2 separate regions of the Mus musculus genome follow, and region 2 is linked to region 1. A link is a contact called in public HiChIP or PLAC-seq data. All regions are on one chromosome and are shown on one strand. Each heading gives the region's core, a stretch centred on a gene start, on an enhancer-like site or on the middle of the called end of the contact. The rest is flanking DNA. Distances are from core to core; before and after follow the strand shown.

Region 1 (6,724 bases), core at 2,324-4,823:
TCACCCTTGGGTCCTGTTGTCTCAACATTTATGAAATGCACCACGGTGCTGTTTCTTCCCTACCTCATTGTTCCGTGTTGGCCTGTGTTACTTCATCCTTTCTGAACACCACACTGAGCTGCTTGCTCTCTAGCTCTCTTTCTCCTTCCTTACAATGGAGCCTCCAAGGAACATCAGGAAGAAGTTAGCTATTGCCAAGCTCTGATCCAATGGCTTTATGCCTGAATCCTTCTCAAGATTCCTGTAACCACAGAAGAACACCTAATCACACACTGAGGCTCTCCCCCAGAATCTCTTCTCCACTTGCCCTGTTCATCAGGACCTAATCAGGCTCAAGGAGTCCCTGATTTCCCCACAGCCTTAGTTCCAGATCTCCCTTCCTTCTACCACGGAACTCACCCTGGTCTCTTCAAACTGTGTTTTCTGAAAGCTGTGTGATGATGTCCTTCCTGGTTTTCTAGTTTCCGTAAAGGGACTCATCTCTCTCCTTCCTGATCCTTCTGCCATGTCGTTCCTACCTTTGTTCTCTATATGGTACCACAATATCCCAAGCTATTGATTTTTTTTCTGTCCACCTCCAATGTTCTCCACTAGAATAAAGGTGGATCTGTGGAATACAGGTGGATGCAGGGCTAGGACTATCATCCAGCTGTGCTGTGGCTCCTGGAGCAGGGCTGGCCTGCCTCACAACACAGTAGGTATTCTGGGTACTTGTTGGATGAGTGAGTCTCTACTATCAGCAGTTGCTTTAACACAACGGTGTGTCTGCTGATTCAAAGCCCTGTTTCCACCATGGCAAGTTACACAGGGCATTTAGTTTACAGTTTCATCCCTTCCCAGGCTTACAGTTCAGTGATGTCAGGTGCATTCACACCATTTGCCCCAGGAACTTTTCGTTACCGGGAACCCTAATTCTGTCCTATTAAATGCCAGCTCCCGATTCACCCTCCCCCCAGTCCCTGGTAACCACTATTCTCATTTCTGTGAATATATCTCCGTCAAGCCCCTGTAACTAGAATATACAGTATTTTTCTTTGTATGCCTGGTTTATTTCACTTAACACATCACTCTCCAGGTTCATCTGTGTAACAGGTACCACCTTCCTCCTCTTTTAAGGCTGAATATTGATTGGTCCATGTCACGTTTAGTTCTTTCATATATCCACCCATCCATGGGTTGGGTTCATCCAGCTTTATGAGAGAATTTGGGATCAAGAAAGCTTGCAAAAATGTGAGATAAGGAGAAAGAACATATGCTGTTGGATGCCGTGTTGTTGATAGCTCTGGTTATCTAAGTGGCCAGCCTAGCAGGCTACTCCCAGAAGTCCTGAGTAGTGCCTTAAAGCAGAATTGGGCAGCCTGGGGGTGGCCTTGCAAGAACAGTGTTAACTGTTAGCTCTCCCTAGCTACTGCTGGGAAGGGCTGTCTGAAAAGGAAGGGAAACATTTGCTCCTGTGCTCTGGCTTGGGGCTGAGCATCCATAGTGGTACTGAAGACCTATCCTGTATGCTTCCTTCTTCTCTTCTCCCTCCCAAGCAGGGGCTCTCTCCTCCCCTCTCCACTTCTTTCCAAAGCTCCATGTCCCACCAAATCCAAGCTTGAAAGAACAGACAAGTTTTATTCTATTTTATTCGAACATGGAGGCCCCAGGAAGCAAAGCAAGGGCTGGTTATAGCTGGTATTTCCCGGGTGGCAAAAGGCAAGGTGGCACATTGCAGGTGTGACCTGAAGATGCTTAGGGAAGGTTCACTGGTGGAGACAGGGAGCTACATCGGAGATTTGGTGAAGGAGGAGGGAGCAGATGACAGTGCTGGAGGAACAGCTTAGGCAGAGTGGATTTTTTACAGAAGAGGTTGATTCAGGGCAGTGGCTGGAAATTATGGATGTGAACTTTCTGTTCAGACTAGTTAGTTCCTTTCTAACATCTCACCTAGACCATGCTTCTCAAAGCTAGGTCTGGGGGCTTGCCTGGCTTTGAACTATTACTGTGATAGCTCCTTTGGCTAAATGTGTGTAGACATGGTTCATCAGAACTGTCTACAAGGAGCCTTGTGTCTTAGACTACATGGCTACAACACCATCCACTGTTCCATGAAGGAAGGAGAGTGGTTCTGCAGCATATGCCCTGGAAGTACCTTAGGATCCAGACTCAGCATGGAACTGTAAGAACACCCGTACTTTAAAAACCACAAGCAGTAAGGGGTGGGAGTGTAACTCAGTGGTAGAGTGCTTGCCTAGTATGCACAAGACTCTGGATTCAAAAATTGCATAAACCAAGGATGGTGACGCATGCCTGTAATAGCAGGACTCATCCTACATCATCCTGACAGTGAAAGCCAGAGATTCAAAAGCTCAAGGGCATGCTCAACCATCTACTGAGGCCAATTGGGATCGATGAGACTTATGCTAACAACAACAACAACACAACAGGAAAATACACAAATTGGCCTCAGTAGTAAGGACATGTGCTATATCACATAACTGCCATCAGAGAGAGCTTAGCAAGACCACAGCTTAAAGATAGCCTCAGTGGCAGCGGTCCTTATAATTAAGAGCTAAGATACTTCCCCCAGCAGGTCAAGGTGAGTTTGCAGCCAGCTGAGTCAGAGGTGTACTGTGGCTCTATTTCTGGGACTAGTAACTGTGATGAGGGTTGTCTTAGTCTGGTTTTCTATTCCTGCACAAACATCATGACCAAGAAGCAAGTTGGGGGAGCAAAGGATTTATTCAGTTTACACTTCCATGTTGCTGTTCATCACCAAAGGAAGTCAGGACTGGGACTCAAGCAGGTCAGGAAGCAGGAGCTGATGCTGAGACCATGGAGGGATTTTCTTTACTGGCTTGCTTTCGCCTGGCTTGCTCAGCTTGCTATTTTAATAGACTACCAGCCCAGGGATGGCACCAACCACATTAGGCCCTCCTACCCTTGATCACTAATTGATAAAAATGCCTTACAGCCAGATCTCATGGAGGCATTTCCTCAAGGGAGTCTCCTTTCTCTGTGATAACTCCAGCTTGTGTCACAAGACCAGTCAGAACAGGGGTTTTGACAAAGAAACAGTCATGCTATTCAATGGGAGTGAAAGTGGAGAGGTGGTTGAGAGATTCAGGGAAGCCACAAGAAAGTAGATTTCTTTATCAATGGCAGAACCCCTTTCTACCACTAGAGGTCATGGAGCAGTAAGACTAGGAATAAGACGATTCTGCTGACAGAAGATTCTGTGGAACAGACAAAGACTGTGACTGTGTCGATAAATTGCAGACATAGATTAACAAGTTAATCAGCTTCTTAAGTCCGCTGATGATGTCATAGACATGCCATCCAAAGGGTTCAAGCTCCACTCTAATTTTACGTAGCTTTGACATCTATGTGCTCAAGTGCCCCTGACTCCAAACACTCTTTACTGGATGTAAAAGCCTCTCTGTTCTCTCACACACACACTTCATTGCCATAGTCTCACACTCAAGGGGGCTGTAGGCATTTGTTGAACTATTGAAGTAAGAAGATGACAAGGGGGTGAGCTGTATGGTGGATGATTCTAGATGGACATATGGCAAGGTATCAGTTAGCCACACCCTGATTTCCATAAACAAGTCACGAGAGAGCTCTTGGGCTCAAGGTGTAAGGTCAGGGCTATGTAAGGAGCAGAGGACAGGGAGGAAGAGAAACCATACAAGTGAGGGTGAGGGCCAAGGTTATGGGCACTTAGTCTTCTGGACAATAGGTTTTTGGTAGAGACGTTGGCATCCTAATGACTATGGTCTCTGACCTGGGGACAAGGATGAGAGACCACCGCTAAGAAGAGACTGTTCCAATAGAAAAGGACCTAGAATAGAGAATAGAAAAGTCTAAGGGCACTCCAAACTAAAACTGTTTCAGGTAAGAAGCTGAGGCCTCCTGGAAGTCATGTGGGGTATTCAGAGGCTGGACTAGGATGAGAGTGATTTCCTGGTGTAAGACTCAGAGTCTGGTCTGAGTGAGGATGCTGTAAGTGTGGTGAACTATTGGAACCAGGAGTAAGGATGCTGTAAGCATGGTGAACTACTGGAATCAGGGATGAGGATGCTGTAGGCATGGTGAACTACTGGAATCAGGGATGAGGATGCTGTAAGCATTAAGGACAAGCACAAGCCTAATGGCTACTCTCCAGTGGCTTCCAAACCCTTCTGGGTGTCCAAGTCTCCTGCTTTGTCTAAGCCTTCCTTCTCCTCTCAACAGATCACAACTGACACCTCCTCTTCCTGGCCTTGGCCTACTTTTTTTTTCCCAATGACATTTGAAGCCAGGTTTAATGCTAAGCAGTGCCCAAGTAAAAACACAGATAAGGGCAGGTGGCCTTCTTCCCTCAGAGACCCACAACTGCCTGTCGCTTCCTGTGGGGGAGGAGCTGAATGGTTGCAACTCCTTCAAGGATCACGCTTCTGGAACCCCACTGTATGACACTGTATGACGTCTATGGGCCGTGTCCCTCTCTGCTCAGGTATGGGCAGTTCAGGGGATCCCTTTGCTGTGCTTGAGCCCATCCTCATATCCATATGGTACCCTATGAAGGCTGCATTGGGGGCCAAACATACACGTTCTCACAAGGTGGGATTTGAATATAATCACCTTGATTATGTACAGGGAGTTCCTTTGGCAGATTTTGAGATTTACCTGTTGATGGGGGATACCTAAAATCTAGTCAGGAGAATTAAGTTTTGAGAAAGCGTATTCATATTTGAGGAGAGCTGTTTGGTCCATTGGTGAAAAGCCATCAAAGTATGTATAAATAGTCCACGCAAGCATCCACTGGGCAGCATAAAGGGGCCTACGGTGAATCCTGGGAAGCTCAGAGGTGATCGGGGTTAATGCACATCCCCCAGAAAACAGAAATTTTGTTTCCAGGATGAGCTGGCTAGAAGATGGAGCAAAGCTGGGAACAGAAATTGTACCTGTCTCTTGGGATGTCAGGCCCATGCCGGGCAGGATCTGATACCTTCAAACCCCTCATTATAACTGAACGGAAGAATATGGACGCGCTTTCTTGCTACCCAAGTTTTTCCTTCTGTTGCTGCAGTTGGCATTCTGTTAAGTCTCCATTGGAAGGCTCTCGGTGTAGTGATGAGAGTGTTTTCCAACGCTGTGATTTGCCTGGAAATGGAAAGAGGAAAAGCCTGGTAGAAAAGAAGTCCTGTGGGATCGCTCAGGATTTGCTTGTTCCTCTACTATGCTGCCTTTCAGTGATTGCCGAAGACTTCATTTTTACTTCCTACAAGTGGCAACTTTATCCACAAGTATGAAACATTGCACTCTTCCATCAAGAACATCCATCGCTTTTGTACACACACACACACACACACACACACACTCACACATATGCATGCATGAATACCCTACGCATGCATGCATACGTCCATCAGTCTCCCGAGAAAGATCAGCAGACAAGCAGCAGGCCCCCTCCAAGTGTGAGGACAGGGTTAAACCTGTCTGCAGATTTCTCAGCTCACTTTTACTTAGGGGCAAAGTCAGGCTCCAGCCCCAGAAATCATCCTCCCCCTCCTTTCCACCTCTTTCTTTCCCTAGGGTATAGTGGAGCCTGGAAGCCCAAGCCTGCCTCCTTGTGATTGGAGCATCAAACAGACAAAAAATGCTGAAGCTGATTGCTGCAGCCCAGTTGTGTCCACCAAGGAGATGGTACCTCGGAGAAGGAAAGGAGTCCTGAGAAATCTGTCCTCCTGGATGGGCAATGCCAGTATCTCTGGGTGGGCATAAGTAGATTTTTAATTAATAAAAAATGAAAGTGTGAGTTTGGCTGCTTCACTTCTCTCTCTGCCTCCCACCTCACATCGCTCGGTATTATATTACATCATGCAATAAGCAAGCACAGAGACTGTCTCTAGATAAAGCCCCACCTCTACCCCCACACCAGACTTCCCACTTCCTGAACTACGAGCAGTAATTGTTTTCCTTTATTAATTACTAAGCTAGTAGGAGTCTGTTTCAGCAACACAGAGCAGACTAAAATGGTGATGTAATCTCAGCAAAAGGTCTGCTCTTCCCTGGAGTAAGCGGGTAGAGGGTGATGGTCTAGGAAAGCACAGAGACCCTGCCACGTTTCACTGAATGAGTCCGAGGAATCACGATGGCCAGGCAAAGGTCTTGCTCTTATAGTTCATACTTGACTTCAGACTCCCTCTAAACACTCCCATTTGCACTCACCAAGACCACCAAAGGGGATCATGCAGTGCTAGACAGGCCAGTGTTTCCCAAAAGGCTAACAGAAACACAGATGCTGGCTCAGCTGGAGTGTTCCACTCAGTAAGTCTAAGGCATGGCCTCACGGTGTACCTCTAACATCCTCTATAACATCGATGCTTGACGTTCAGGAGCTCTACTTGGAGGCTGAAGGGGGTGAGCAGGCGGTGACAAGAGTAGGCAAGCCAAGGTCGTCCTCCTGGGCCATGCTAACTCGTTCAATGACAGAGACTCACTGGAGTCTCTCTTCCACTTAGCCAACTTCCTGCTTGACTCATCTATGACACAGATTCTATGCCAAGACCTGTCCACGGTTTGAGATTCACTATGCTTGAAAACTAACCAGTGTTCCCTCACTTTCAGTTTCCAAGGTCTCAAGTCCCACAGGGCATCGCAAGGGGACTAGCTGACATCCACCCCACCAGTGGGTCATTTTGTTACGATCAGAGGAGTGGTTTCTGGTGATAGTAGATCACTTGGGCTTTGCCCC
Region 2 (7,654 bases), core at 2,411-4,910, 310 kb after region 1:
TCCAGGAGAGGAATGCCAAAGCTACAACTCTTGAAAACAAAACAAAACTACAAGAATGCATTTTGGAGATGGATAATGTCTCATGTCATCATCAGCTCAAGACAACCTCTGATGACCAACTACACACAGGCAAGGGTCAGGTGGGCTACAGGAACAAGGGGAAAGTTTTTCATTCAAAGGGAACATTGAAAGATTTACGATAGTGGACTTAACTGGCCTCAGTGTGTTCAGTCTAGAATGACTAGGAAACTCAGTACTCACTATGAAAACAAAAGCTGACATTGAAGTCGAAGAAACTGAACAGAAAAAGTCTACTTGGTAGCAACAAAAATGTTGACTCTTTCTTTATCCCTGAGAGTTGGAGGCATTATAGGAAAATTAAGAAAGATATTTGAAAAATAGGAATAATGGTAGTTATTCTGGGATACTTACTGAATGACTCCAGCTACAAAAGATATACCAGGTACTCAAGAAGCAATGGTAGAAGTATGAAAAATTTCAGAGTCACCCTCATTCTACAAAATTTATAGCAGGGGATGGGAAACATCAGATGTCTCCACTGGGGAATTCCTAAGAAAGTGACTCTTGATGTTCAAGTTAGGTGGTGTCTTAGTCAGGGTTCCTATTCCTGCACAAAACATCATGACCAAGAAGCAAGTTGGGGAGGAAAGGATTTATTCAGCTTACACTTCCACATTGCTGTTCATCATCAAAGGAAGTCAGAACTGGAACTCAAACAGGTCAAGAAGCAGAAGCTGATGCAGAGGCCATGGAGGGTTGTTACTTATTGGCTTGCTCAGCTTGTTTTCTTATAGAACCGGGGACTACCAGCCCAGCGATGGCACTACCCACAATGGGCCCTCCCACCCTAGATCACTAATTGAGAAAATGCCTTACAACTGAATCTTATGGAGGCATTTCTTCAAGGGAGGCTCCTTTCTTTATGATAACTCCAGCTTGTGTCAAGTTGACACACAAAACCAGCCAATACAATTGACCCCTTGTCAACTTGACACACAAACACATCACTATTAAGCCTTAATTCTTACTTTCTTATTCATCCCCAAGACCTAAATAACGTTAAAAGTCCCACAGTCTTTACATATTAAAATTCCAATCCCTTTAAAATATCCAAAGCCTTTTAAAACTCAAAGTCTTTTTACAATTCAAAGTCTCTTAATTGTGGGCTCCACTAAAATATCAGGGCACAGTCACAATTAAAAGCAAAATCAAATTCTAGCCATCCAATGTCTGGGACCCACTCACAGTATTCTAGGTTCCTCCAAGGGCTTGGATCACTTCTCCAGCTCTGCCATTTGTAGCACACAGCTTGTTTTCTAGGCTCCAGCTGCCCGTACTCCACTGCTGCTGCTGCTCTTGGTGGTCATCTTATGGTACTGGCATCTCCAAAACACTGCTGTCTTCCACTGTAAATGGACTGCACTTTTACAAATAGCCTCTCATAGGCTCTTTTAATGGTACTAAGCCTCAACTTCCCTGATTGACTCCTTCAGTCCTGGGCTTTCAACAGCCACTGAGGCTGCACCTTCACCAATGGTTTCTCCTGGCCTCTCACAGTGCCAATCATCATATGCTACATCTTCACGTTTCAAAACCAGTACCACCTGGGTGATTCTTACACATTACCAAGTTCAGCTGCAGCATGAGGTACTACCGTGGCTGCCTCTGGAACACAGCTTCTCTGTGCTCTCAGGAAACACTTCCCAGAAGATTTCAACTTATTGATGCTGGTCTCTTCTTCATCACTGCTAATTTCTTAACTCCAGTTAACCAGCATCAACAGCCCCAGTAATGCAAAGGTTCTGCTTTAGTAGTTCTGGTCTCTTGTTAATCACAGCTGATTCTTCAGCCCCAGCTAACCAAAACTACAGAATCTTTACAATCAAAATAGCAATGGCCCTGATAAGAGTCTTTAATCTTCCCTCTGAAATTTCACAAGCCAGACCTTCATCATTTGCACTGCTCTCAACATTATCTTCCAAGCTCCTACAGAACATCCCACAGAGCTCTTAACACCCAATGGCTCTTCAAACCCAAAGTTCCAAGGTCCTTCCACAGTCCCCAAAACATGGTCAGGTTGTTACAGGAATACCCCACTATGCTGGTGCCAATTTGTCTTAGTCAGAGTTTCTATTCCTGCACAAAATATTATGATCAAGAAGCAAATTGGGGGAGGAAAGGATTTATTCAGCTTACACTTCCTACATTGCTGTTCATCACCAAAGGAAGTCAGGACTGGAACTCAAGCAGGTTAGGAAGCAGGAGCTGATGCAGAGGCCATGAAGGGATGTTACTTACTGTCTTGCGTCCTCTGCCTTGCTTGGCTTGCTTTCTTATAGAAGTCTACCAGCCCAGGGATGGCAACACCCAGAAAGGGCAAAGGGCCCCCTGATCACTAATGCCTCTCATGGAGGCATTTCCTCAGCTGACAATCCTTTCTTTATGATAACTCCAGCTTGTTTCAAGTTGACACACAAAATCAACTAGTACAGGTGGTGTGAGGACAAGTCAGTTCACTAAGTTTAGGATACTACCAGAACAATTCAAGTCTGCCAAAAGTGACACATGATGAAAATACACAAGGCTGGGGATTTGAAAAACCCCAAGATTTGGTCTAGATACTGAGACTAGAAGAACATATCAGAAAAGGAGAAAGTGGATGTATGTCTTTGCCTCTATTTGGCCACACCTACTGACCCTCATTCATAAGGGATATGGATGGAGGATACATTGTCTACCTCTTCCAGATGACTAATTCTACGTGAAATCAGGAACAAAAAGACTTGTAGTAAAACATTAGGGAAAACTGGGGACCGCGGGATAAATTTCAAAATCTTCCAGTCCACTCACAGAATAGCCACAGTCCTTACACAAAAATCACCGTGAGCTACCGGTTTGATCCCAGGGTCCCTACTGCTGGGAGGAGTCTGTCCATCATTGGAACACACCGTGTTGGGACTGGAGGGAGAAAGCAAAGACAGAAGAGCCCAATAAGTCCTGATGGAATGTTCTGGAAGCCTCAGAGCTGAAACGGATCTCAGGGATAACCTTGTCCGTAGCCTGTTGAATAAACATAACCTGCAGCTTAGGAAATGTTCTTGAGGACATGGGAATCCTGAAGAAAGAGGTAGTTACCACATGTGCTTCAAACTGGCCTGTCTCCATCTCTTTTGTGCTGAGATTGATAACCGGTGAGATCCATCATTATTGATTTCTTGTTTTGTTGTGTTTGGTCTGGTTTGCCTTAGTAAGTGTGGGTTCTAGAGATGGAATTTAGGTCCTCATGCTTGCAGGACAAGTATTTAACTGACTGAGCTGCCTCTACATCCCACAGATAATTCTTAAGGTCTATGACCAAAGCATTGCACAGATAAATAACTCAATTAAATTAAATAGAAGCAGAAAAACATTACAAAGATAATAGGACAGAAAACATTTTAGACGGTTAATGATGCAAATGCTGTATTTTCAAATGTTCCGAGGTCTCTCAGTTATCACACTGAACTGTCACTGAATTATACCAAGTAATGTTGTCTTCCTGAGATCAGTATGCACATATTTCTAACCTAAGAACAGGGACATCTAGGAGTCCACAGGAAATGGCAGTTAAATGGGTTAGTGTAACTTTTACATATACACCTGCTTCTTTGAACTAAGAACTCTTTATACTTGAATATGAACAACCCTCCCTCCTCCACCACTGTGGAGTAGCTCAGCTTTTGATATAACTTGATTTGTTACACCTTGAAAAATAACTTTTGAAGACTTGTGGTCTGCCCTAAAGACTTCATTCTCATTTGATAGACAGTTTTTAGTCATATAAAATAGCCTACTACCCACCAAACAGCTTTGACACCCTTCCCAATAACTGCATGATTAAAGTATCAAAAAGTCAAGGTAGAGAAAGCAGACCTTTTTTGTCTCCATCCACTTAAACCATTGACTTAAGTACAAGGTGTGGATATAGCAAGGCGAATTCCCATGAAGCAATTACATGCTAGGATGTCTTCCTCTAATAGAGAAGAGAAAATCCGTGTGATCAGAACAGAATATCTGTGATCAACCATAGGATATCTGTTTGGAAGTAAAGAGTGAAGTTAGTTTCACCTACTCATTTCTTGGTACAGTCCTGATTGCTGCTTGCAATAAGTGCTGTTTTTGGATAATCTATTCAACATTCACACGCTCACCATCTCCAACAAACATATACCTACCAGATCCATGTACTCACATGCACACTCACATTCAAATTCATGAGGCTATCACACATCGAAACTTCTAGCACGCTACAGCACTCAATCACACACAGTCTTACATACTCCATAAACACACACTTCTACCTAACATATCCATACTTACATACACACTAGCACCCGCAAACCAAAAGTACATGCACGTATACATACACACCCACATATATACACCCCTTCTTACATAGCATGCCCAGCTCATTTTGTAATTACCCTATCCTCTTCTTTATCTTGAATTACTTGTATGAGTAAAATATTCCCAAAAGTCCCCAAGTCTATGTAACTCAATCAGTAGCTTAGCTGAGAACTGTATTCCCAGTTTGAAGATTTTCTGAACCAGAAAGCAACTGTTGCCTTTGTCAATATACCCATCATCTTTCAAGGTTCACAGGAAGGCTCCATGTTATTATGATCCTCCCTGTTCCTGAACAGTTACAGAAATCTGCTCCTTATTCCTTCCTATGCTCTGTTACTGTACCTGTATCCCTGCTAATACTCTAGTCTAAGCTTGGAAGCCAGTTTGTTCTCTGCTTCTAGTTTCCATCGGTTGACCTCTAACCTATTCTGAGCCTTGGGAATTCCATTTTCACCAGATAGTCACCAAAGCCAATCTGTGTAATGCCTCCCACGGGGTCAGATGGATGAGAGACAGAGGTAAAGATAAAGTTCATAACTCTCATTTAGGGCCTCACAAACAGAAAAGAACAACATCTGAACTTTGTGACAAGTTACTGCGTCTGGACAGTGCCTTTTTCCTGACACAGTCCAGGTTGTGGACATGAAAAAGAATCCATTTTCCTAGTAAAATGATACATCAGACAGGATTGAAGAGTTGAGTGACCCAGTCATCTGGAACAGAAAAAGAAAATTGAAAAATTAAACTGGCCTTTGAGACATGACTTGGTCTGTGTGTCCTGTTGCAATGGCCTCTGTACTATTACACTGACCCAGTATTTTCCATTGCACTGGCTTCTGTGATATTAGATTGGCCTATGTATTCCACTGCACTAGCTTCTGTGACATCACATTGGCCTGTGTGTGTCTCCCATTGTATTGGACTATGTGACATCACATTGGCCTGTGTGTCCCATTGTTTTGGCTTCTGTGGTGTCACATTGACCCTTTAGCTTCTTTGGTTAAAAATGACAGGGTCCAATGTAAACAGTGAGGTTTACCTTCTGAAGTTGTTGCCAGGTGCAATAGAGAACACCATGATATCACTGAAATGTCCTCATGGATTGGTGGTGCCTTAGGGTAGAAACTCAACCTTAGGTTATCCAGGAGACCTCTGAGAAGAACAGCTTCCTTCCTGGTAACATATCTTTAAATATATATTGAAATCTCTGCTTCTTGGCCATCTCCTGCTACAGTCTGTGCTGCCAAATAAAAGTTCTAAGAATCAAACTCAGAATAAGGTAAAGTGGAGTTTTCTGCCTGAGTAGGTATATTTGAAACATTATTTTATTATCTATGACTTAAGCCTGGCATGTTTAACAACTCAAAGGCACACACTGCAGTTCTTGTTCTGTTTATCACTTAGAATTCTGGCTTCTGTAACAGAACGCATCACCTGTGTGGCTTGAATAACACATTTATTTCTCACAGTTTTGGAAGCTAGAAGTATAAGCTGGAGATGCTGCTGTGTTTTATATATGGGGAAGATACATATCCTGGCTCATAGATAGCCATTTTCTCACTGTGCCCCCACATAGCATGAAGAGCAAGAAAGACCCTGTATACCTATTTTTACAGACACTAATCCCATTCATGTGTGATGTGTGCCCACTACTGTGATTTAATGACCTTCCAAAGAACCACCCCCCCCCCACCTCCTCATACTACATGTCCGGGGATTTGTAACTCTCTGTTGTTCTGACTCTGTCTCTCTGTCTCTGTCTCTCTGTGTCTGTGTGTGTGTGTGTGTGTGTTTGTGTGTGTGTGTGTGTGTGTGTGTGTGTGTGTGTGTACCAGTACATGAGTATGTGTGTAACAGAAAAGTCAGTCTTGACTGTTTTTCTTCAGGAGCTGTCTGCCTTTTTTTTTTTTTTTTCGGAGAGAGTTGAGTGTTCATTGACATGAAACTCACTGAGTAGGGTAGGGTGGCTGGGTTGGCTAGTCAGCACACCCCAGGAATCTATCTGCCTCTACATTCCCGCTCTGGAATTGCAGTTGCACACCACTATGCTTGATTTTTCATTATGGGTTCTGAGGATCAGAAGCAAGCTCTGTACTAACTAAGCTATTCACAGCTGCCCTGAACAGAATCAGGAGTAGAGTCAACCAGACCCTGATGTACTACAGAGCACAGAGCTGGAAATGTGACTCAAGTCTTCAGAGGAATCTAGAAGACCATGTGTGGATCCCAGACATTGGAACAAAAAGCTGTGAAGTTGAAGTTGCCTAGGAGACGCCAAGAGATACCAGAGCCACGGGATACCTGCAGAGGAAAGCTGCAAAGAGAGTGGAACCAGTCCAAGAGAAAGAACTATGTTGCAGTCACCAAAGCTGAAAGGAGTTGGACATGAAGATGGAGTCATGAAGAAAGAGTCTAGAGTTCACCCAGTTGGTTTTTGGTCTTGCTTTCATCCAGTATTTTCTCACTATGACGTTTTGGATTGGTAACATATATCCTGTGATGTTGAAGGTATACAATCTGCTTTTTTATTTTGATTTTATAGAAGATTACAGTAAGTAATTGAATGAATCTCAGAAAAGACTTTGAACTTTGGACTTTTTACATTGTTGAGACTGTTATAGACTATAGGACTTTTGAAGTTGGACTAAATGCATTTTGCATTATGCTATAGCTAAGTATTAAACCCCACCCCATTGAATCATGTGTTTTAACAAGCTTATGGGGCCCAGGGAGTGGCATGTGGTGGTTTGAATATGTTCTGCCCATGGGAAGTGGCACAATTAGGAGGTTCATCTATCGGAGGAGGTCTATTATTGTTAGAGGAAGTGTGTCACTGTGGGGGTGGGAGTTGAGGCTCCTGAGCTCAAACTCTGCTCAGTGGGCAAGAGAGATTCAGTCTTCCTTTTACTTTAGGAACAAGATGTAGAACTCTCAGTCCCTCTGGCACCAAGCTTGCTTGGTCCCTGCCATGCTTCCTGCCAGGATGACAATAGACTGAAACCCTGAACCTGTAAGCCAGCCCCAATTAAATATTGTCCTTTATAAAAGTTGCCTTGGTTATGGTGTCTCTTTACAGCCATGATACCCTAACTAAGACAATGAGGTACATCTCTTTTTAGCCTTTTGAAAATTGTCCATACTGATTTCCATGGGCAGATTCAGAGGCTAATGCAACCTAGACATAATAACTCAAAGGTCTTCTAGGAACTTTGTCTTCAAGGTGATCCTATACCCTGTCAAATTGAAA

Evidence for each region. HiChIP or PLAC-seq counts read pairs in DNA pulled down with a chosen protein or histone mark.
Region 2: a contact with region 1 is called in an H3K27ac HiChIP or PLAC-seq map of T-cell acute lymphoblastic leukemia, with 3 times the contacts expected there. The contact joins two enhancer-like sites. A contact is called at or near these places in 2 of 15 datasets of contacts at CTCF or cohesin (the NIH/3T3 cell line and stem cell-derived epiblast-like cells), 20 of 484 Hi-C or Micro-C datasets (CD8 T cells, the HPC-7 cell line, MC3T3-E1-derived osteoblasts and 11 more) and 1 of 115 datasets of contacts at active chromatin or transcription factors (T-cell acute lymphoblastic leukemia).

What each region holds. Positions count from the first base shown.
Region 1 is chr1:43,296,483-43,303,206 of GRCm38.p6, forward strand. It overlaps LOC115487086 (a long non-coding RNA gene), which reads right to left. Exons shown (of 3, transcript XR_003947810.1): 2 at 4,932-5,130; 3 at 103-241. Among named protein-coding and RNA genes, the nearest start is that of Gm29040, 39 kb to the left of the region's middle. Within about 2 kb of position 3,574, at least 20 of the 459 cell types and tissues checked have an H3K27ac peak or open chromatin away from gene starts, as enhancers often do. A contact at or near this core is called in T-cell acute lymphoblastic leukemia, where this site is marked.
Region 2 is chr1:43,602,616-43,610,269 of GRCm38.p6, forward strand. No RefSeq gene overlaps it. Among named protein-coding and RNA genes, the nearest start is that of Gm38628, 74 kb to the right of the region's middle. Within about 2 kb of position 3,661, at least 11 of the 459 cell types and tissues checked have an H3K27ac peak or open chromatin away from gene starts, as enhancers often do. A contact at or near this core is called in T-cell acute lymphoblastic leukemia, where this site is marked.